Regions from separate parts of the Ovis aries genome. Here region 1 is linked to region 2. Evidence: chromatin contacts called from public Hi-C data. All regions are on one chromosome and are shown on one strand. Each heading gives the region's core, a stretch centred on a gene start, on an enhancer-like site or on the middle of the called end of the contact. The rest is flanking DNA. Distances are from core to core; before and after follow the strand shown.

Evidence for each region. A called contact is a pair of places that touch in the nucleus more often than the background predicts.
Region 1: a contact with region 2 is called in a Hi-C map of hypothalamus, with 2.5 times the contacts expected there. The contact joins the enhancer-like site here to the promoter of BAZ2A in region 2. A contact is called at or near these places in 8 of 16 Hi-C or Micro-C datasets (hypothalamus, liver, mixed tissues and 4 more).

Annotation. Positions count from the first base shown.
Region 1 is chr3:163,053,082-163,058,039 of ARS-UI_Ramb_v3.0, reverse strand. RBMS2 (RNA binding motif single stranded interacting protein 2) reads left to right here. Exons shown (of 15, transcript XM_060412962.1): 15 at 1-4,550. BAZ2A (bromodomain adjacent to zinc finger domain 2A) reads right to left here. Exons shown (of 30, transcript XM_060412950.1): 30 at 4,950-4,958. Among named protein-coding and RNA genes, the nearest start is that of BAZ2A, 38 kb to the right of the region's middle. Within about 2 kb of position 3,174, at least 7 of the 54 cell types and tissues checked have an H3K27ac peak or open chromatin away from gene starts, as enhancers often do. A contact at or near this core is called in hypothalamus, where this site is marked.
Region 2 is chr3:163,014,986-163,020,008 of ARS-UI_Ramb_v3.0, reverse strand. It overlaps BAZ2A (bromodomain adjacent to zinc finger domain 2A), which reads right to left and starts at 2,024. Exons shown (of 30, transcript XM_060412950.1): 1 at 1,858-2,024. It overlaps ATP5F1B (ATP synthase F1 subunit beta), which reads right to left. Exons shown (of 10, transcript XM_004006572.4): 9 at 4,624-4,825; 10 at 3,812-4,076. The coding sequence ends at 3,979.

The sequences.
Region 1 (4,958 bases), core at 1,925-4,424, 37 kb before region 2:
GTGTAAGAATACATAGACTTTCAATGTTTTGTTTTATAAAGCTCTTAGATCACGCATCCCATCTCTTCACATACATTTTATGCCTTCTTTTCCTCATCCAGATTGTTCTTTTTCTCTTTTCCATACAGCAGAACCTGCTTACTTTAACCTCTTTACAGCTTTTAATTTTGTGATTTCTTTTTTGAATGAAATTTCCTATGGAATTTGAGGGGCGGGGCAAGGAACAGGGAGACTAAGCAGGCAGTGGAAGCGGCTTTTCCTCCCTCTGCCCTTCTGGAAGCAGAGCCTTGACCTCGGCTAACTAAGGAGACAGTTCCACAGCCTTTGGTAGCCATCTTTGATCCAAATTGGGATGAAGACTAGGTTTTCCCTGGCAAGTTCCAGAGAAACAGACCTACTGACTTCTAATTCTTCTCACTGCCCAGGCCAGCACCACACCTTCTGAGAAAATGTCTTCTCCAGCTATAGCTTTTCAGGAATGCCTGCTTTTTGCTTCCTGGAGGACCTTTTCTGCCCTGGGTTTCAGGGCCCCTCTCTTCCGTGTCGCATGTCATTGCCATGCTCAGAGCCTTTACATTTGTGACCTTGCTGAATCCACTTAGGTTCCTTCCCCACCGTGGACCACCAGCGGCTTCACCTTTAGACCAGTGATTCTCAGAGAGGTGGTTTTGTCCTCTAGAGGCCTTTTGACATTTGTTGATGGTCACATCTGGGCGTGAGGCTGTGCGCTGCTGCCATCTAGTGGCTGAAGACTAGGGATGCTGCTGAACATCCTGTAGTGCACAGGAGACCTGGCTCCCCCAACCAAAGAATTCTCTGACTCAAAATGTCAGTAGTGCCACGGTTAGGAAACCCTGATGAAGACAGTGTCAAGCCTGCCTGTGTACCAGAGGTCTTGGTAAATTCCCAGCCCTGGACACACAGTGCTTTTTGAGCTCCGGGCAACTAGTTGAGAGAGAACTGAGGTTCTTTCATTTTCCCCAGGCTTTGACCCTTGGCACCTCAATGTATACAGCAAGGGCTGCCCTTGAAAGGTTCAGGCCATGTGCGCACACACACATTGAGAGGGATCGAGGCGGCAGCTGTTCTCTGTGTTTGTGTGTGCTATGCAGGGGGTGGGAAAGGACAAAGTTCTTTCTAACTGTCCAGAGCATTTGGGCCCCTTTCCCAGGGAACCATGATGTCAAAAATAATTTTCCTTGTGGAAGGACAGCAGGGAGCTAGGAGAGAAAAGAGCAATAAATCCCATCTCAGTATTCCCAAGGTCAGGAGCCCTTCACAACAAGGCTCTGTTTTGCTCTTCAACCCTGCCTCCTTCTGCAAGACCTGGCTACACACCTGGAGACAGATCAGAGGAAGCCTTTGCCCATCGTCCAGGAAGGTCGGTCCTGCACCTTCTCTTCCCAGTCACTCCCTTCTACACTGAAAGGAGAGTGCTGCTCCCCTTCACTTCCAGGTCAGGTGTCTGTCTCTGAGACAGACAGAAAGCCCAGTGATGGAGAATGGGGAAACAGGTGTTCAGTAGGCTGGCTGTAGGGAGGGGAAGGAGAAGCTCCAGGACGGGAAGAGGCTGTGATGTCAGTTGTACACAGAGCTTGGGCCCAGCTCGCCCTTCCCTTTACCCATCCCAGAGTTGAGAGCCCTGCTGCTCCCCACCCCGAGTCCTCTTGTGCATCCTGAGGGTGAGGAAGTAGAGGCAGCAGACAGCAGGTAGGGGATAATAGGTAAGATGGAAAATACAAAAGACGAAATTGCCACAGTTTTCTCACGGGTACTTCCAACCTCAGGAAGGGTTTATCTGATGTAAAACAGCCCCAGTAACCTTCTGGGAGGGTTTGCCTGGGCAGGTAGTGCTTGTTTCTGAGTCTCTAGTCCTTAGTCAGAAAAGTACACCATAGGTCTCTTCAGGAGCTTTGAAGAAGAGTCTAGTTCAGTTAATTAATAAGTAGTTTGGAGGAAACTTGCTAGGAGGTTTAGTGAAAGGAGGGCCTTTCATGTGCAGAAGCTGTTGACATTAATGCTGCCCCTTCTCTGCCTCTCAGAATTCTTGGTTCTACTTTCTCTGTATTTAAATGGCTCTTATTTTGCATTGTTTTGTTCTAAAATTATGAAGTTACCTTTAGTCCGTTTTCCTCATGTGAATCTGCTTAATGGATCTTATTAGTGAATGTTTCTGGTTTGGGCAGGTTTGGGCATGGGAAGTGAGGGAGTGAGAGCCTGAAGTTATTTTTGTAGTGGTTAATGGCATCGTGGAATTTTGTTTGGACCCTTTTGGGTTATACTCATGATACTTTCCCCCTAATTGTTAGTTCTTTTCTGACAGTTCATAACATGGGTGAGTGGAAAAAGGAGAGAAGGAATGAGGGCCAGTTTTTCTCTCTCAAAACGGCCCCCTGGTGGCAGTGGTGCTGCTGAGGGATTGTAGGGGGCGTCTGCAGGCTCATAGCCTTGGGCTGGGCTCTTTGAACTATGCTAGTGTTTTCTTTTTCTTTTTTTTTTTGAACTATGCCAGTGTTTTCTGCATCCTGTCTTCATGGAGTCCAGGTCACACTCTACCTGTACTTCACATCTCACCCTTGATCATTACAGTGCTCGTACCATTCTTAAAATATTTTACTACTTCGTATTTTTTTCTTTTCAGTCAGATAGAACATACTAGAATCACTTTCTCAGATGATGTAATCCTTTATTAGGCTTAGTGCCTGCCTATCCCACCTCATGCCGATATTAGTACTGCTCTTGTCTCACTCTGGATACTCAGACCCAAGGCTTTTTGGAGGAGGGTGTGGGTTGAGGTTACGGAAGATGTAGAAATGACGGTGGGGAGAGATGTTATTTTTAGAGTATTTTTAACCAAAGGATTGGAAGAGCTGTTCAGGACTAGGAAGCCTCGTGGCTCTGAACAGTGAATAAATACCCCTTGTCAGGAATAGATGGGGTAGTAGGGGGACATTACCTGCACTGAGTGTGAGGACTAGACTTTGTTGCTTTACTGACCCTCCCTGGATCAGGCCACCTCAGCCCCGTTCCATTCTTCTTTTCCTGACTTACTGATCAGTGAGCTCATTTAGCTCCTTGGTGCTTGCATTGCTTATCCCCTGCTGCTTCAGTGTATGCCGTTTGGGGCGCCTACTTGTGGGTTGTTCTTTTGCTCCACAAAGGTGCGCGGTGAGAGGGCTTGCTGGAATGGATTGTAAACATCTAAAAAAAAATTTCTTTCGTGCACTTGCCCCCCCTTCTGGGAGAGCAGCAGCATTGCACTTATTATTATTAGCAGGTTACCTCGAACTTCTTGGCCTAGGGCAGTAAACGTGGGTCAGAGATCAGGTCTAAACTTGTCCCCAGGCTCTGATAGACCAACTTCAAAGAGGGTGGTATGACAGCCAGTCTGTAAGGGCTAGGTCTAACCTTGTGCCTTGCCACATTAACCCCTGCCTGACTCCCTCCTAAACCAACTATGCCATTTCTGTGCTACCTGCTTTTAACTCCTTCCAGGCATTAGCAGATCTCGCCTTCACTCAGCTTTTACCCTTTCCTTTTGTAGGAGGGTCTTCCTTCAACAGCTGAGCCAGGCCTGTGAGCTCTATCGCCCTTCTCCTCTTTGCTGAATTCTGCGGCACCTCCCTAGAGGTGCTCCCCACGAGACTAGTAATAAGAGAGGTAGGTGCCCTCTCACCCCAGTTACCACTGCTGCTTCTCCTTGGCCTGTCCACTTCCATTTCAAACGAACCTCTGTTCTCCCGGGTATGGCCCACAACTTCCTTGTCCTTGTTACAGATCTACCTCACAGTTCCACAATTCAACACGGGCACAAGCACCTGGTTTACACGTGTTTCCTTCCTTTACTGTCCTTCCCTTCCCGAGGTTTAGGAAACTGGGGGCTAGAAAGGGCTCACGATCAAATGTAAGAATTCGTTATTTCTATTTCTGGAATGTCTTTGAGATTTTTACCTCATTTATCACCCTAGAATAACGTGAACTCTTCGGTTAGATATTGCTGTGGTAGGCCAAATGATGACTGCTTAGGATATTAAGTAATGCTTGGGAGCCACCCCCAGGAACACCAGCATTGGAGCAGAGCTTATAACTTGATTAAGTTTGCCAGTGGCTGCCACTAGCTGAGAAGCTAAGCATGTACCAAAGCGGCCATCTGAGGTTTTTATAGGGCTGAAAACAGATATTCCTTCTCCTCCTATTCCAGTTAGAGGGTCACCAAAACAAAACTTCCAGCCTTCAGTGTGATAAGCTTTCCCAGCTTGTAAAAAGTTCTCACAACATGTACTGGTGTCTGCATCCCCCAACACATACAGGGGTGGCGAGTGCACCCCTGCATGCACTTAACCACCTTGGACAGGAAATAAGTTTAATTATCCTCAAAACACATTTTGTAGTTTTTCTTTATCCAGAGGTTTCTAATTTTACACTCTTGTCATGTTTGTGCCAGTGCTACCCATTCTAATTTTTCTGACCTTTGGTATTCTCATGTTTCTTCCCTATAATTTGGTAGAATTTCTCTTATTTCAACTTGTGAAATAAAACACAAACGTCTACCTCGTGGTGTCTTATCCATGGGTGGGAAGCTGGGGAAGGTGGTGATGAGCACATACTTTTCCTGCATCAGGAACACAGGTGGCAGCCTTAGAAAGCCAAGGCCATGCCTCACAATGTAGGAACTCGGCACACTTCAATCCTTTGTTACAGCACCTCGGCCAGAAGCACCTGTTCCATTCACAGAAACAGAAATTCTGCCTTGGACGCCTCCTGGAAAAAGAAGGACCAAGCCTGGAGGTTTAGAGAGAACTGTTGACACTTAGGGGCACACTGCTCTCCTGCCTGCTGTCTTCCCCATCAAACCAGTCATATACTCACCCTGACACCACCCAGTTCTCCCCTTTAGGCAATTACAAGAACCTATGTTGAAGGAAGATAAACACACGGAGTCTTTTGAGTCTCTATCA
Region 2 (5,023 bases), core at 775-3,274:
TTAGGCGGGACTGGCCCACCCCAAGCTTAGAAGGGCTGTTCCCACCTGGGCTGGTGCTGAGATCGCACCCCCGAAGTCTGGAAGAGATGAGGTAGGGTGAGGGATTCAGGAAAGCGTTAGGTGAGAGTTAGTTGAACTTGAATGGCTAAACGGAGCAGGGCCTGAAAGTGACTCTAGGCTAAGATAACCCCCACCCCCCTTACTACGGGGAAAGAGAGGAGTTGGGGTGGCGGTTATTCCCCCTCCCATTGGAGGTTAGGATGGCGTGGGAAAGCGATGGTTCCAGAGGGGAGGAGGCGAAATCCAGACCAAGGGAGATTTTTCTGGCGAGGAAGGCGCGGGGGAGGGGGAGATCCTGGGTCCAGAATAGGAGGGGTACCCGGGAGAGGTTGGCCGAGAGGCGTGAGAAGCCTCCGGATTCCGGTCGCAGAGGACAGGGGAGAAATGGGCGAGTAGATAGTGCGGGGGAGAGAGGAAGGGCAGCTCCCGCAGGGGGAGGATCAGATCCCGAGTCCCCGGCAGCGCGGATCCCGGGTAGGAGACCGCAGGGGCGGCCCGCCGGGGGACTCCGGGACCGGACGTGGGTGCCGGGCCTCACCTGGAGCAGGGCCGGGCGGTGGCGGCAGCGCAGGTGGCCGAGCCGGGCGGCGGCGGCGCCTCCTCCCCCAGCCCTGGGCAGCCGGCGGGGCGGGGGGGGGGGGGTAGCACTTAAAGGGGCAGGAGCTACTGGGGTAGGGACAAGCGCTCGGGTAGGGCTGTCGCGAAGAATTCGCTGGGGGAGGGGGAAGCCAGTGGCGTCTCCTAGGGGCCAGAACCAGGAAGAATCCCAGATGGAGGAAGAGAACAGATCCCCAGGAAGGAGAGACAGAAACTTCTGCGGTGAAGTGGGGGATGGTGGTGGGTTCGAACTGGAGGACCTGGGATAGCTCCACCCGCGCTCCGGGAGACACCGGCCAAGATCTCTTCACAAAGGAGGACCAGGAAGGCTGTGAGAGTCACAGGGACTCCGGAGGAATAGAGGTGTCCGAGAGGAAACTCACGGCCGAGACTGTTGAGGGTAACGCACAGCGGCCCTACTAGGTGAACAGGTTCAACTCCTCGGGAGTTCAAGCCCTACCGCCGTGGGGAGACGCAGCCTCCTTCCCCCGGCACGACCCAAGTATAAAAGCTTCTGGAATCAGGAAGCCGCGAGGGCAAAGACCTTTCAGGCCTTTCAGCCTCAGTCTTGCCTCTCCGTGTTTCTCAGTGACTGGAACGTGGGGGGCCGCCAGTAGCTGCGCTGGTGAAGCTGATGTGGGACCGTGAGAATCGGCTTTATTCTAGTTCAGTTTTCCCCCAACCACCGCCACCTTTGCAGCAACCTCTGGGGCAACAGGAAGCAGCTGCTCAGTGCAGCCCCCACCTGGTGGTGGGTCAGGGTGGGGGAGGAAAGAAGACAGGGACTTAAAAAGGCCTGGGAAAAAATAGAGGGAGAGGCGCCTTAAAAATTCTCCAACGTGACCAAAAGTGGGCTTTACTTTGAGGGGGAGGCCACCCATGAGTGCTGTAAAATATTTCTTGAATCCCAGCAGCTTAATGGGGAGGCACAAGGGACTGCGGGGTTGAAGGGGCGGGAGTGGGGAGGAGGGGAAGCCCCCACCTAAGGGGCAGTCCAGGCTCTTCCCTGAGGCTGGTGCTTGCCAACGCTGACGATCCCTTGGTCAGCAGCCTCACCAGCTGAGTCCTGTGCCCCTGTAGTCTGGTTTCCCCTCCTTCACCCCCCAAAAGAGCAAAGGTTAGGCCCCACCCCTGCTGAGTCAGCCAGGGAGGGAGGTAGGCATCCCTCAGGCCTTGCCGGGGGCTGGTCCTCATACTTACTCATGTCAGGCTGGCAGGGCTCCAGGGCTGGGACCACCAGCTCCTCACTGTCCTTGGTTCCCCCTTCACGTGCAGGCTGGTGTTAGATCCTCCCAAACTATGAGCTGGGAACTAGCACGAATCAAAAAGCCAATGTATGCTTCCTGCGAACCACAGCCTGAACTGCTGTAGGGTGATGTCCCTGTGTGACAGACTGGGGTGGGGAGGGAGGAGGGAGGGGCGGGGCTTTCTCTGGGTGGAGAGGGAGGAGGCGGTGAGGACAGGGCCGAACCAGGAGAAATATGGAGGAAGGTTAGATCTGTGTTGACACCCTAGTGGCGTGGTACCAGGAGTGGTGAAGGGGGAAGGAAATAAATAGTTGCAGCTACTGAGAGGGAGAAGGTTCTCGATGAATGCTAAGAGACAGAAATGTAGTGTAGGGGGGAAGGGGTAGAAGTATGGGAGAAACCACCTTTAGGATCAGTTCCTAGGTCTTTCTGCCTCTAGATAACATGGGAAAACAGAGCAGAAAGGGTGGACCCATAGCCCGGGGACTTCTGCGTCAGCTTCTTACCCATTCCAGAGTCAAAACCTAGAGGATGTGCCCACACCCCCATAACTCAGCATTTCCCCAAATCCAGGCTTTCCTAGGGGCAAACTACTGAGCACAGGCGGCTCAGGGGCTCCACCTTCCGGCCAAACCGTGACACAGGACAGGCTGGTGCCAAGGACGTCAGAGGCAGATGGGAGGAAACTTAAAGGCCCCTACTCCACCCCTGGCACCTCTCCCAAGGCCCCTGCCCAACTTTCAGCCCCCAGGGGCCTCTCAATTGGGATCTCAGTTTATCCTGCCCTGCTTTTACCCAACTTGAATGCCTCGGGGTGGAGCTTATAGATTCAGGCTCCTCCTTAGGACAAAAACCCCAGCTGGTTTGTAAACAGTCATTAGCAAAGAACCACATCCCAGCAAATGGCCTTCATGGATTTCAAAATGGTGAGATCAGTTCTTGCAGAGCCTTCAGTCCTACCACCAGAGGGCAGATGGGTCTGGATCTACAAAAGAACATCTAACACCTAAGGGGCACCAAATCCAACCTTGCACTTTAATAGGGCACTTGTTAGGTGGCTGTTCTTGTAATCCTTGCCTAAATGAAGCCTAAAATGAAGGGAAGATTGTCTACATTCCATTATTTGACTCAGAAACTCAAGCCCAACAACCCTGAAAATTACCTCTAAAAAAAATTTATTTTGGCCACACCACAGGGCATGTGGATCTTAGTTCCCCAAACTGGGATCGAACTTGCACCCCTTGCAGTGGAAGCAGTCAACAGTTGGACCACCAGGGAAGTCTCTGAAAATTACTCTTCCTATAACATTCTTTTCCCAATTTTCTTAATTTTAGCAAACTTCAGAATAGGCCTTAAGGCACTTTATAGTCTGCATTGCCTCAAGGAATCATACATACAAGTCTTGCCCAAAATGTTAGGAGGTAGTAGTCAGGGACACCTTCTGAAAAAAACGGTGGTAATAGAAGAGAGCCCTTTTGACTCAGTTTTAATCCCTCAGAATTTAACTGCATCATTTCCAAAAAATTTAATTCACTGATTAACCTGTGCCTTCTCTTAGAACAGCAGTTATTTCTAAACCCATTTTCCCCAAAATGCTCTTCTAAAAATCCTTTTGCTTTTTAAAAAAGTAGGACTACACTACATATATTTAAGAGGCAAAACTCAACTTGAACAGTGACATAAAAGGGCCAAAAATGAGGCCCTATTAGGATCCCATCATCCCCAGGAAACCCCTTCATAAGACTCAGCTATTCAACAATGCAAGACAATGGCTTTTCTTTTTGGATGACCCCATTTCAAACATATATATATAGCCTACTTTGTGCTGTTTCTTGTGGCTATTCTAAACTACTATTAAAAACTTCAGTACTGGCTGCGTTGTCAGGACCAAGAAAAACAGACAAATGTTGAGGGATGTACATTTTATTGGAAACCTTAAATATTCTTCAGACAGAACACAATGTCTTCAATCAAGGCTCTCACGTGGCCTACAGAGAAAACTGCGATTTCTGGATTAGGGGCAAGGAGAGGGACACCATGGAGGATGAGTGCTTAATTTGCCAAAAGGACCCCCTCATGAGTGCTCTTCAGCCAGCTTATCAGCTTTTGCCACAGCTTCTTCAATGGGTCCCACCATATAGAAGGCCTGTTCTGGGAGATGGTCAAATTCACCTATATGGAAAAAAAAATCCAACTGGTGAGAAGTGAAGGATATTAACTTCTACAGTGGTTACATACCTCACCACTTGAGGCCACCAGTCAGAACGTGATGAAATCCTGTCATCTTAGGTTCTTTTCTTAAACTCGCCTCATAATTTACAAGAAATGCTACAGTACAGATTAAGAATATATGGCCTGGAGTCACGTAACTCAGGTTCAAATTCTTTCTGGCTGTATGATATTGGGGCCAGTTAAACTTTCCAAGCTTCACACTTCCTAATGTGTAAAATAGGATAATAATGCCTTCTTTATAAGGATGTTGTAAATCATGTAGAAGAGTAGCTGGCACTGAAAACTAAGACTCACTAAATCTAAGGCTCACTCTCAGATGGTATTTTCAAAGAAAATTGATGGAGAATGTCTTATTTTCATATAAAAATTATGCAATTAGGCACAATATATATTGCCTGATGGTTCCTTGAACAGGAACACAGCACAGCATTCAAGGGAGTTCAGATTCTATGCCACTTTATGTTCAGCCTTATACTGGAAATCTCACCTGCCAAAATCTGCTGGAATCCTTTGATGGTCTCCTTGAGGGGTACCAGCTTCCCCAAATGACCGGTAAAGACCTCAGCCACCTGGAATGGCTGAGACAAGAAACGCTGGATTTTCCGTGCACGAGACACAGTTAACTTGTCTTCCTCAGAAAGTTCATCCATACCCAGGATGGCAATGATGTCCTGGAGGGATTTGTAGTCCTATGAAAAAACAAGATGAGAGGCCAAGTAAATATTTACATTCCTCAAACTTGGACAAAAACTTAAGGGTTAATACAACTTTATATTCACAATGAGCTTTGTATAGAGCATTTTAGCACTTTATTGTACTTCTTAACTGAAACAAATCAGTTAAATGAGGGTCATGAGGGCCCTCAGCTAAGATTGGTATGTTGTTTC